Linked DNA regions of Sus scrofa: region 2 is linked to region 1. A link is a contact called in public Hi-C data. All regions are on one chromosome and are shown on one strand. Each heading gives the region's core, a stretch centred on a gene start, on an enhancer-like site or on the middle of the called end of the contact. The rest is flanking DNA. Distances are from core to core; before and after follow the strand shown. Region 1 holds the start of ITGA8 (integrin alpha-8). Region 2 holds the start of ACBD7 (acyl-CoA-binding domain-containing protein 7).

Evidence for each region. A called contact is a pair of places that touch in the nucleus more often than the background predicts.
Region 2: a Hi-C map of epiblast stem cells shows a contact between it and region 1, with 2.1 times the contacts expected there. The contact joins the promoter of ACBD7 here to the promoter of ITGA8 in region 1.

Annotation. Positions count from the first base shown.
Region 1 is chr10:46,130,772-46,136,562 of Sscrofa11.1, forward strand. ITGA8 (integrin alpha-8) reads left to right here and starts at 2,116. Exons shown (of 30, transcript XM_021064834.1): 1 at 2,116-2,542; 2 at 3,221-3,354. The coding sequence starts at 2,337.
Region 2 is chr10:46,737,050-46,743,109 of Sscrofa11.1, forward strand. ACBD7 (acyl-CoA-binding domain-containing protein 7) reads left to right here and starts at 3,521. Exons shown (of 4, transcript XM_003357745.4): 1 at 3,521-3,587. The coding sequence starts at 3,576.

The DNA of each region.
Region 1 (5,791 bases), core at 866-3,365:
CATCTACCTCCCATCCTGCTCTCCTTACCCCATGACTACCTTTGTGATTCTCCTTCCTAATTCCATACCTGCAGACTCACCTTGGGCTCACCGTCACTCTCATTCTGCCATCCATCTTCTGGTCCTTTCTACTGGTTAACATTGTAGCTTCCCCCACCCCACCCCACCCCCGCCGGCTTCCCTTCCTTCTGTTAATCATGCTGAGGTCCCCATCACCCAGCGCCTTTGGGCAATAGCTGCATTGCTTACTCTTTCTTCTAATGACTGACTGCCTCTCCCCAACACACACACACACACACACACACACACACACACACACACACACACACACACACACACATCCTCCACTGAACACTTAGAATCCCAGTGGGTAGTCATGCCTTTGCTGTAGAATCAGCTCCCTTTGACTCAATAAATGTTCCTGTTGGCGAAGCAGGTTAAGGAGCTGGCGTCGTCACTGCTGTGGTTTGGTTTACTGCTGTGGCTTGAGTTGAATCCCTAGCCTGGAACTTCCACATGCCGGCCTGGCCAAAAAAGAAAAAAGAAGGAAAAAAAAAAGTTCTTAGGGATTTCCTGTCATGGCACAGTGGAAATGAATCGGACTAGGAGCCATGAGGTTGCGGGTTCGATCCCTGGCCTCGCTCAGTGGGTTAATGATCTGGCATTGCTGTGGCTGTGGCATAGGTTGGCGGCAACAGCCTCGATTAAACCCCTAGCCTGGGAACCTCCATATGCTGTGGGTGTGACCCTAAAAAGACAAAAAAAAAAAAAAGTTTTTGAAATTCCATTGTGGATCAGTGGAAATGAATCCGACTGGTGTCCATGAGGATGCAGTTGGTTCAATCCCTGGCCTCGCTTAGGGGGTTAAGGATCCCATGCTGCCCTGAACTGTGATGTAGGTCACCGACACAGCTTGGATCTGGGGTGGCTGTGGCTGTGGCATTCTGAATCAACCCCTAGCCTGGGAACTTCTCTATGTCATGGGTGCAGCCCGAAAAAGAAAAAGAAAAAGAAAAAAAAGGGTCTTATCATGAAGGTCTTCTTTCTCAAGAGGTCCACCCCTAATTCTCACTGCTTCCTAACCCACAATTTTATTCTAATCTCTTGCACCAGCATTTCATCCCAGCCTTCCTGTCTTTAATACTTTCCCTCAATTACCCCACCCACAATGTCTGAAGTCAAGCTTCCTATTCAAATTTCTACTTAAATCTATCAACAAATCTCCTTAAAATACTTTGGAACCTATTCACCTCTCCTGTCTCTGCGCTTCTTTTCTATTTAACCCCAGCGCTACCCGGGTTAACACTTAATTGCTCCCTATCCCCATCAGTCCTGTTTTCTTGGAAGATCACCTGTCAAAGGGCTTTTTCACCAGGTTTCTCTTCTGTCTTCTCCTCCCACTGATCCTTTGCTCCCTCCCCCAAGCACAAGACACAGAAAGAGACCAGGAACCCCCCATGGATTGGAACTGGTTTGAACTCCTCCAGAATCCAACCCACACTTCCACCCCTGCTGATGGTTAACTGGAAATTCCAACCTTCTCAACTCTGCCAGTCTTCATCACAATGATACAGGGTCACCGGATTTAGAACTAAGTCATTTAAGAAGACCCACCTGCCTTTGAGAAAGCCCTAAATAAAATCTCCAGGATGGCTTTGTTTATTAGTTACCTCTGCTAAGAGGTAGGCAGAGGTGAGAAAGCATTGTTGGATTTAAACTTTAATTCTTAGTCACACAAGCAAAAGATGCCTTCAGGTTGGCAGACGTGATGTAAAACCGTGGGTTTTGTTTTTTGGTTTTTTGCCTCTCTCGTGGCGAGGTATGCTTTCACATTCTAACGTTTGGGAGACACTGGAGCATACCCTCACCCAGTGCGTTGGGTTGGAGGGCGGGTGGGACCTTGCTTCCTAAAGCAGTGGCTTGAGTTGTCCTGTGTGAGGCTCAGATCGTTCTTCAGATCCACTGCAGTAGAAAGATTGGTGGCTGGACTCTGGCGCCTGGGGCGGGCCACCAGCGGGGGCGAGGGCGACCCTGAGTCCCCGACTCCGGCTCGTAGTGTTCAGATCTGCCGCTAGGAGGCGCCGCGAGCGCGCTGGGCCCTCGCCCGCTGCCAAAGGAGGGATTGGATCCCCTCGGCCAGTCCCCGAGCCACGGGATCAGGCGGCAAGCAGACGGCTGGGGACGCGCGGCGCAGCGCCCAGGTCTGTCACCGCGGACACGCTGCGCGCACCGACCCGGGACGCGGGCATCTGGGCCGGCGAGCCTCCAAGCCTGCAATTTCTCGTCCGGTATCCTCGACTCACCCTGCCCATTGAGCACCGCCCGGGTGGAGGGCGATGTCTGCTCGAGCCCGCTGCAGTCTCCGGGATAGCCGGGCGCCGCTGCTCGCGCCCCTCTGCTGCTTCTCTGCCGCGCTGGGGATGCTGTGGTCCCCGGTCTCGCAGGCGTTCAACTTGGACGTGGACAAGCTCACCGTGTACAGCGGCCCCGAGGGCAGCTACTTCGGCTACGCGGTGGACTTTCACATACCTGCGGCTCGCACGTAAGTCCCCCAGGGCGTGCGTGGATGGTCCCCACCCCAGGCTGGGTATCTGACCCTCTGCCGGGGGACCCGCGCCTGTCCCCGCAGCCCAGTGAAGGCGATTTCCGAGAGTCCATCCCACTGCCCACTTGGGGTCCCTTCTGACTCCCGCCACCAGCATCTTCTCTCCCTGCTAGATGTGCCTTGTGAACTAAGAACTGGAGACACTTGCCTAGAATGCGAATGGCCCGGGGAGTTCCTGGGACAAAGACTCAAGCATCATGCAAAGGGGAAAAGGGGACCTTACAGACTCAAGCCAGTTAAAACAGCGACCACAACACGGTCTGTTTATACATAGCCTGTAACAATTAAGTGTCTGGGCGCAAGTGCTGTCTGCTGCAAGCAGCTGGGCTCTGTCCTTTGCTTCCCACCCCCCACCCCCCACCTCTTAACTCACTGTATACAGAGCTCCACCTAGAGAAGAATTGGGACCCTTTGCACCCTATTCCAAACTAGGTTTCAGCAGCCCGTAGGTTTCCAAGAGGAAATCAAGTTTGGCAGTCGGTCCCCGTCATAAATACGTTTCTGCCCGGACCCCCGACCCACGTCTCGGTGGGCCGGCTGGCAGCTCCAGACACTGCATCGCCTGGGCTCAAGTTGATGATTCTCAAGGAGTGCTTTCCTCTAACCCTTTCGCAGGGCGAGCGTCTTGGTGGGGGCGCCCAAAGCCAACACCAGCCAGCCTGACATCGTGGAAGGGGGAGCTGTCTACTACTGCCCCTGGCCAGCGGAGGGTTCCGCCCAGTGCAGGCAGATACCCTTTGACAACACCAGTAAGTGATTATTTGTCATTCTCAACTGTGGGTCTTGGTTTCAAAGAGCCAGGAACGTGCGGGAGTCCACTCGCCCACTTTCTTTGTATTCTTTTGGCTTGTCTGACGGATCTGTGTTGTGGGCAGTGAGAAATCAGAGACATTTCTGATTTCTAGAGAAATCAGCTTTTTAAAGCCTGAGTGGAGGGGAGGAAAATGTTGAGTGAACACCAAAGAGGGCGTTTTGACCTTGGGTATGTGAACGCATCCTAGTGCCTTCTGTTTCCTTGTGATCCTGAGATAAGCATTTTCACCAGGAGTGGATGCTTTGGAGAAAAGACAAATGTTATGCCCTAACCTTGATAATGGAGACAGTTTAGTTGCTTCCACAGCACAAATCTGCGGAAGCAACCAAACTTGGCATTTCCAGTGCCCCAACTCCAGAGACAAGAGTCAGCTGCTACCAACGTAGCCATCAGTCCATGTTGCTCTTTAATTCTTTACAGAAAGAAAGAATTTTCTTTCAAAATATTGGAGTATGGGATGCAAACTAGTCCTGGCAGAGTGTGGATGGATTACATTCATTTCCAAAATCCCTAGACAGATGTTTCTTATTTAATTAAAGGGAAAATACATTTTAAACAATTCAGGCTGGTTATGTTTCCTCTGGTGTTTTCTCCTTGGGTCTTGAGAAAATAATTTAAACGTAATGCTTTCAAAAACATTAACACTGAATGTTTTAATTTGTACCTCCAAAACTTTGTGAATTCAAAAGGTATACATTATCAGAAAGCCAATACCTCTTTTCAGAAAAATGTGAGTATGTCAACTTGAATCATGTTCTTTGATGAACAATCAGTTCAAATACCTTTTGTACCACACAATTATTTTATGACATCATTCTTCATAGTTGTTACATTAGTATGCGCTAATTTGGAATTTATGTAGAATATCCATTTTCACAGAATTTTGATGAAGTCAGGTGGGTGATATTTATCTGTGACTTTGACTAATTTGCATTTTTTATTTTAAAGGAGGAAATATTTTCAATTTTATGAATATGGAAATCATCAAAGAAAAAAAATCCTGTGTAACCATTACCTTGAATTATGACCAAATTAGGAAATATTTTATAAAAGCATTTTAAAATTGTTTTTCTTATGTGTCTATATATGGTCATAATAGCCCACTTACCATTTTATTAAATAATTTGGTTATTTCATACCAGTTTTTGTAAGCTTTTACTTTAAACTATTGGTAACTGGAAAAATGAAACCACTTGATGTAAATTTGTGAAAAAAATATTTCAAGTAGTTCTTTAATCAGGACTTTAGATGCTACTAATTACTGACTTTTAGCTTGATAATCAGTTTCCTAAATCAGAAAATTAAGGGTACGATGAATGGCATTTTACTAATCTGTGTTAAAATCATTTGTATTTTAAAAAGAATTTTAAATGTAAGCCTGATAAATAAAAACATGTATTACTGATGTTATTTGAAGTTAAGGGAAGTTAGCGTTTACATTCTGAGACATGTCTGATGTATTTTTACCAAGACTCAATCTATAGTCATGGGTATGAATTTAGTAACCTTCTAGACTATTCCCATAACATAGCAACATATCAAATCAGGATCCAGTTAGTATATTTTCCCTTTGATAAAGGAAGAATCAGTGTCTGTACAGATAAGTCACACCTGAATACCTTTTTAAGAACTAATCCCAGTAGGTGTCACAGTGTAATGAATGAAAACCAGAGAATACAGACATCCATTTGAATTTTTATAAAGTGACCACTCCCAACCAAAATTTCCAGTGTTAAATTACAGTAGGTAACATTTTCCAAAAGTTCATTCTTAAAGCAACTGTTTGGAGCTTTGAATTCAGTTTCCCATAGAGAACTAATGCTGAAAGATTGTGCTTTGGTTTCCAGAATAACCCACAGGAATGCACTTAACCCTTGCTGTGGCTGAACAAATATATTGCAGTGAGACAGTGGGGGACAACTAGTACCATTTTAGCAGTTAAATAAAATAGGAAAATACTAAGTGTTGAGAAAAAATCAGTGCTCTTCGCAGAAAGAGCAGAGGCTACATGGCATCTCCTGTGCAGTTTCTTGGGAAGACATCTGAATATCTCAAAGGGCTTTAGAGATTAATACTGCTGGTCCTACCCCATGTCTTATTTTACTTCTCAATGGGTGGGTTTCTTTCTTGAGAGTGGCACTCATCCAACTATCTTATATTTGCAGCCATAATCATCATAATTCCAGGATTCATTAACAGAACAGAGTAAGAGAAAGAAACAGGGAGATAAATGTTTTTGAAATCATTGAGCAAGAAATGAAAAAAAAAAAAAAAAGGCTAGGCAGAGGAGGCCACACCATGTTTGTAAGAAATGAATGGTCTGTGATGGAATGAACAGAGCAGTGACCTGTAAAGGCCTGGGGGAGTTTCAG
Region 2 (6,060 bases), core at 2,271-4,770, 610 kb after region 1:
AACACTGAATGCATTACATTTAAGGAACCAGATTAGAGTGTCCATTATTATGACTCCTGCTTTTTATTATAGGAGAGGCCCCAGCTAGTACAGAGAGGCAAGGAACAGAAATGTGTGAGGAGTGGAAAGGAAGAAACGAAGCTGTCATCATCCATAAATGCTCTGCTATAGAGAAAACACAAAATAATTTACTGAAAAATAAAAGATTTATCAAGGCTGCTGGATCAAGTCAATGTACAAAAATCAATTCCCTGGAGTTCCTGTCGTGGCTCACTGGTTAGCGAACCCGACTAGTATCCCTGAGGAAGTGGGTTTGATCCCTGGCCTTGCTTAGTGGGTTAAGGATCTGGCACTGCCGTGAGCTGTGGTGTAAGTCCCAGACTCTGCTTGGAATCTGAGTTGCTGTGGCTGTGACATAGGCCAGTGGCCACAGCTCGATTTTACCTGTAGCCTGGGAACCTCCATATGCTGCGAGTGTGGCCCTAAAAGACAAAAAGACCAAACAAACAAACAAACAAATTCCCTTTATCAGCTTCAAGCAGATAAACAATGAAAATTTTTAAAAGATGCCATCTACAGCATCATCACAAAATATAGTTATTTAGAAATAAATCTATCAAAGATGTGTACAATATTTAATTGGGGAAAACCTGGGCACTTTCTCAAAATAATAAGACACCAAGTTGAAAAATATACGTAGGAGTTATGAATAGTAAATCTTTGTCATAAAGATATCAGCCTCTCGAGTTCCCACTGTGGTGCAGAAATTAAAGGTCCCACATTGTCTGTGTGGTGGCTCAGGACACTGTTAAGGCATGGGTTTGATCTCCAGCCTGGCACAGTGGGTTAAGAATCTGATGTTGTCACAGCAGTGGCTCAGATTCGATCCCTTGCCTGGGAATTTCCATATGCTGAAGGTGCAGCCATTAAGAAAAAAAAAAAATCAACCTCCCCGCCATCCCTCACCCCCAAATTGATGTTGTGTTTCAATGCAATGCCAAGAGAAATTCAAGAGTTTTCTTCTAGGGAACTTGACTTATGGATGTTAAAATGTATATGGAAGAGCAAAGTGCCGACGTCAACCCTTCTTGAAGAAGAACAAAGTTGGGAGGCTTTCATGATGAAGACAGTGAGATGTAGGTGGGGGGATAAGCAAAAGGAGAGCCCCAAACTATTCTAACTATTCCACATTGTCCCCTGTGTTTTCTTCTAAACCCACTCTCATCAGGCTTGGCTTCCACGACTGCATTGAAACTTCCCACTAGGTCATCTGTGATCTTGACAACGTTAATGCTCAGCCCTCGTCTAACCTAACATACTTTCTTGCTCGTTAACCGTGCTCTCTTGGTTTTTCCTCTTACCTCAATAATCACTGTCTCCTTCACTCCCTCTTCCTCTGCCCATATATACGTGTGTATGTGTGCATACCGGTTTATAATCAATATTTAATAACATAGCAAAAAAAAGAAAGAACTTGATTGTTTAATTCGACTCACTCCCTAAAGTTTCCACAAAGCCACGTTTTCCCTCTACCCAGTGTATTATTATCGTTGGCTAGAAGACATCAACGATTCCACTGTCTCTTCTTTCTTTTTGCTCTTGAGACAGGACCCCCTTGGCTCTGGCATTCAGTTGAGAGATGGCAACTCAAGAGAAGAACATGTTTTGAAAAGAGTTCTTGGGAGTTCCTGTTGTGGCTCAGTGGTAACGAACCTGACTAGGATCCATGAGGATTCAGGTTTGATCTCTGCCTCTCTCAGTGGGTTAAGGATCCCGCGTTGCCGTGAGCTGTGGTGTAGGTCACAGATGCCACTGGGATCTGGTGTTGCTGTGGCTGGGGTGTAGGCCAGCAGCTGCAGCTCTGATTCAACCCCTAGCTTGGGAACTTCCATATGCTTCGGGTATAGTCCTTAAAAAAAAGAAAGAAAGAAAAGAAAAGAAAAAGAAAGAAAAAAAAGGAAAGCGTTCTTAAAAGAACATTTTAGACTTAGAGAATAAAACAGCCCAGTGCAGCTTCTCTCTTCCCTCCGCTTGATTTCTTATAAAGACTGTCATGCCAGGATGTCTCGGCTGCAGATACTCAGGGCTTCTGGACCTCATTGCAGTATTTCCCTGCTGACACAGTGACAAAAAAGACCTTCCCTGTTAGAGCACTCACTGTTCAGAACCTACCATTTCCTTTGTGCCTTAGAGTGAGTTTCCCATCACTGGGAAATTAAAAAAAAAAAAATCCTGCCCAGTAAATTTTTCTAACATTTGCTTTTTGTTCCTTATTTTGGAAACATTCATTTAACCAGGAAAATATTTTCTAGGAGAAAAAAAAATTTTTAAGGGGGGGATTTCCAAGAAAACGTAGCATTTTTTTCCTCTTTCTTTCCTTCCTTCCTCCCTTCATTCATTCATTCATTCATTTTGCTTTTTAGGGCCACACCTGAGGCATATGGCTGTTCCCAGGCTAGGGATTCAATCACAGCTACACCTGCTGGCCTCGGCCACAGCCACAGCAATGCACTATCCCAGCTGAGACTGCGATCTACACCACAGTTCACTTCAGTGCCGGATCCTTAACCCACTGAGCGAGGCCAGGGATCGAACCTGTATCCTTAGGGGTACCAGTCAGGTTTGTTACCGCTGAGCCACAACGGGAACTCCTAGCAAATATTTTTAAAGTGTAATTTTATGCAAAAACAAGCTAAGAAGTTTCCAGGCCTTGAATTGCTGTACGGTGTTGTATGGTCAGACATTTCAAATCAGTAACTTAAAACCGAATTTGCAATTTCTTCGTCACCAGCTTCTATTAAAGAAATCTTAAAGATTTCTCCTCAGATGACCAAAAAATGCTGTTCCAGTTCTTTGAAAATTTAATCAAATGTGAATCACAACCCCATTTGCTGCATATTTGGAGGAGTGACATTGGGCTGTTCCCTTGGAGAATGGGTTCAAATTGAAGAGGCGAGTAGTCCTGTGATTTTACCCTAATTGAAAATTTCGGGTGGTTGCAGCACGTGTTCAGAATTAAGGGACCTTGTTTTATAAAGAGGAGAAAAGACGCGAACTACCATCCTTTTCATTCTTGATGCGCTGTGTCTAGAGACTGGTAGAGTGACAAGGGCGGTCTGAATAAACGCTCTCTACGGTCCAGGTTTCCAGGAATAACATGCAGAGGACAGAGGTATATATGAAAAGGAATCCCAAATGAGGTCCATGCCCTGGGGAGATCTCTCTGGATGTCCTGTGAACAACCTCTTCAGAAAAATCTCCAAGGACGGAGAGGAACTCATTTAAATTCCCAACCCCTCGCCTTGCCAGTTGCAACCTAGCTGGCTGCTGACACCACCCGCACTCCCTGCGCTGCGAGTTTCTGGAGGAAGACCTCGGGCCCGAAGGGCAGGGCGGGTGCCACTCACCGCCTAGCCCCGCCCTCCCGTACCAGAGACCAATGGAAGCTGGGGGGGCATGGGAGCGCGGCCAATGGGAGCTGGCGGGCGGAGGCGGGCTTCCCTTTAAGAAGAGGCGGGGCATCGGGTCTGGGGAATCCTGCGTCTGGAGTGCCGGGAGGGTCCGGTGCAGCCGTCATGTCCCTGCAGGTGAGCTGGGGTTGTGCAGGCTGCAGGGTGGGAGCAACTTCCCCGGAGAGAAACTCTCGAGAGGGGCGTGGGGTCAGTGTCACTCCCTCCCCGGGCAATGCGGCACGTCTCGGTCTCAGCACCCGGGCAGCCGCAGCCGGGGATCCTCGATCCCGTCGGCGGTGACTCCGAGACAAGCCCACCCCTTCGCTAGCGCACCCATTGCGGGTAGTTGGCGAGGGTACCAGCTGTTGACGACGAGCCACACTTCCCATGGCAACTCTGAACCCTGGGGAGTGGTTAGACGCACAGCAGGCACCGCCCTGGGGAGGGATTGCGCCAGGCTGCTCGGAGGGAGCACACCAGCTCTGCTCCGCCCGACCCTCCCATCCTGGAGAGGGAGGTCAGGGCTGTTTCGATCTCACCCGCTCCACTTGCTCCTTGGTTCGTCCAGTATCTCTCCCAGGCAAGGATCTGTGAAGCCACAATTTAAAAACACTGTTTTTCGGGGATTCCCGTCGTGGCTCAGAGGAAACGAATCTGACTAGCATCCATGAGGACGCAAGTTCGATCGCTGGCCTTGCTCACTGGGTTAAGGATCTGGCATTGCTATGAGCTATGGTGTAGGTCCTAGGAGATACCGCTGGGATCTCGAGTCGCTGAGGCTTATCGTGTAGGCTGGCAGCTGTAGCTCCGATTGGACCCCTAGTCTTGGAATTTCCATATGCCGCAGGTCGCGCCCTAAAAAGATAAAAATAAACTCACAAGTACTGTTCTTCTGATCTGTGAGGAAATACATGTTCAGGGTGGAAATTTGGGGAAAAGAATTCCTTCACTCAGGTGATAACCACTCTAGTAACCCTCTCTTGAATGTTCGAGAAATGTGTATGTGCGAATGTGGGTGTATATTTCGTGTTTGTATAGTTTATGTAGTTATAGTTTATATAGTTTGGCTCTTTTGATCTTGTATTATGAGTGTTTTGTCATCACTAAATACTCAAATACTTTTTGTAAATGTCTGCATTGGGTGTATGGCAGGATGCGTCCAATGTGAGTGTCCGTAGTGACACCAAGGTCACTTCTGCACCAGGCAGTGGGGTCGGGCCTTGTGGTAAAAATATAAACAGGAGAGGGTTTGAGGAGAGGCCCTAAGGCAGTGTGTTTTGAAGAACCTCATGCACACTCGCGCAGGAATCAAGTCCGCACCCGTTCAGCTGGGCTGTGTGGGACTCAGCTCCAGGAGAGTCACTCAGCAGAGTCTGAAATTTCTCACCCAAAGCAGCAAGCCCAGCTCTGCAGAGCCCAGGAACATTATCAGACTTCCCTTTGGCCCAGAATGCTTGGAGTGAAATGTAAATAATTCTACCTTTAAAACTGTTTGTCGGAGTTCCCGTTGAGGCTCGGGGTCAACGAATCCGACTAGAACCATGAGGTTGGGTTTGATCCCTGCCCTTGCTCAGTGGGTTAAGGATCTGCCATTGCCGTGAGCTGTGGTATAGGTGCAGACCGGCTCGATCCCAGTTGCTGTGGCTCTGGCCTAGGCCGGTGGCTACAGCTCTGATAGACCCCTAGCCTGGGAACCTCCATATGCTGTGGGAGCAGCCCTAGAAAAGGCAAAAACACCAAAAAAAAAAAAAAAAAAAAAAAAACTATTTCTCACCTATGATAACTTTCAGACCCTCCTGATACCCACTGACTCATTCATTCATTCATTCAACAAGGGCTTGGGTGGCCTCTACCACCTGCCAGGGCTCTGTGAGGCAAGGCTCTTGCTACCAAGATGAAAGTTGATGCCTGTCCTCTTTTATGGAATAAAGAAATATATTTCCACCAGCCTTTGTGCTGAACTCTAATAATGGTGTCAGTGCTGCCTGGAACCCCCTTTCCTGCCCCTGCCCATCTCCCATGTGCTGACCCCACCTCAGCTCAGCACCATCTCCTCTGAGAAGGCTTTTTCCACGGCTGCTGCTACTCCCTCCTCTGTGATCCCAGAGCACCCACTGCTCCTCCACAGAGCCAGTATCACATGACCATGGTGACCTGCTCATCTCTCACTAGATCCGAGCTTTGGGAGAGCCGGCCACCCTGTCTTCCCCCTGTCTGCTCAGCCAAGGCCTGGCCATCAGAGCTGTTCAAAACAGGTTGAATAGTATGATGTATGTGATGAGCTCTGAGGGGCAGATCAACAGAATGAAATCAAGTTTATTTACATTCTTGGAGTTTCTACTGTGGCTCAGCAGGTTAACGGTCTGGCAATGTCACAGCTGTGGCATAGGTCACAGCTGCAGCTCGAATTTGATCCCTGGGCTGGGAACTTCCATATGCTGTGGGCGTGCCCCCAATTTTTTTTACATGCTTTTTTCATAAAGTTTTATTGAAGTATATTTGATTTACAATGTTGTGATAATTTCTGCGGTACAACAAAGTGATTCAGTCATACATGGACACACATCCATTCTCTTTCAGATTCTTTTCCCGCATAGATGATCACAGA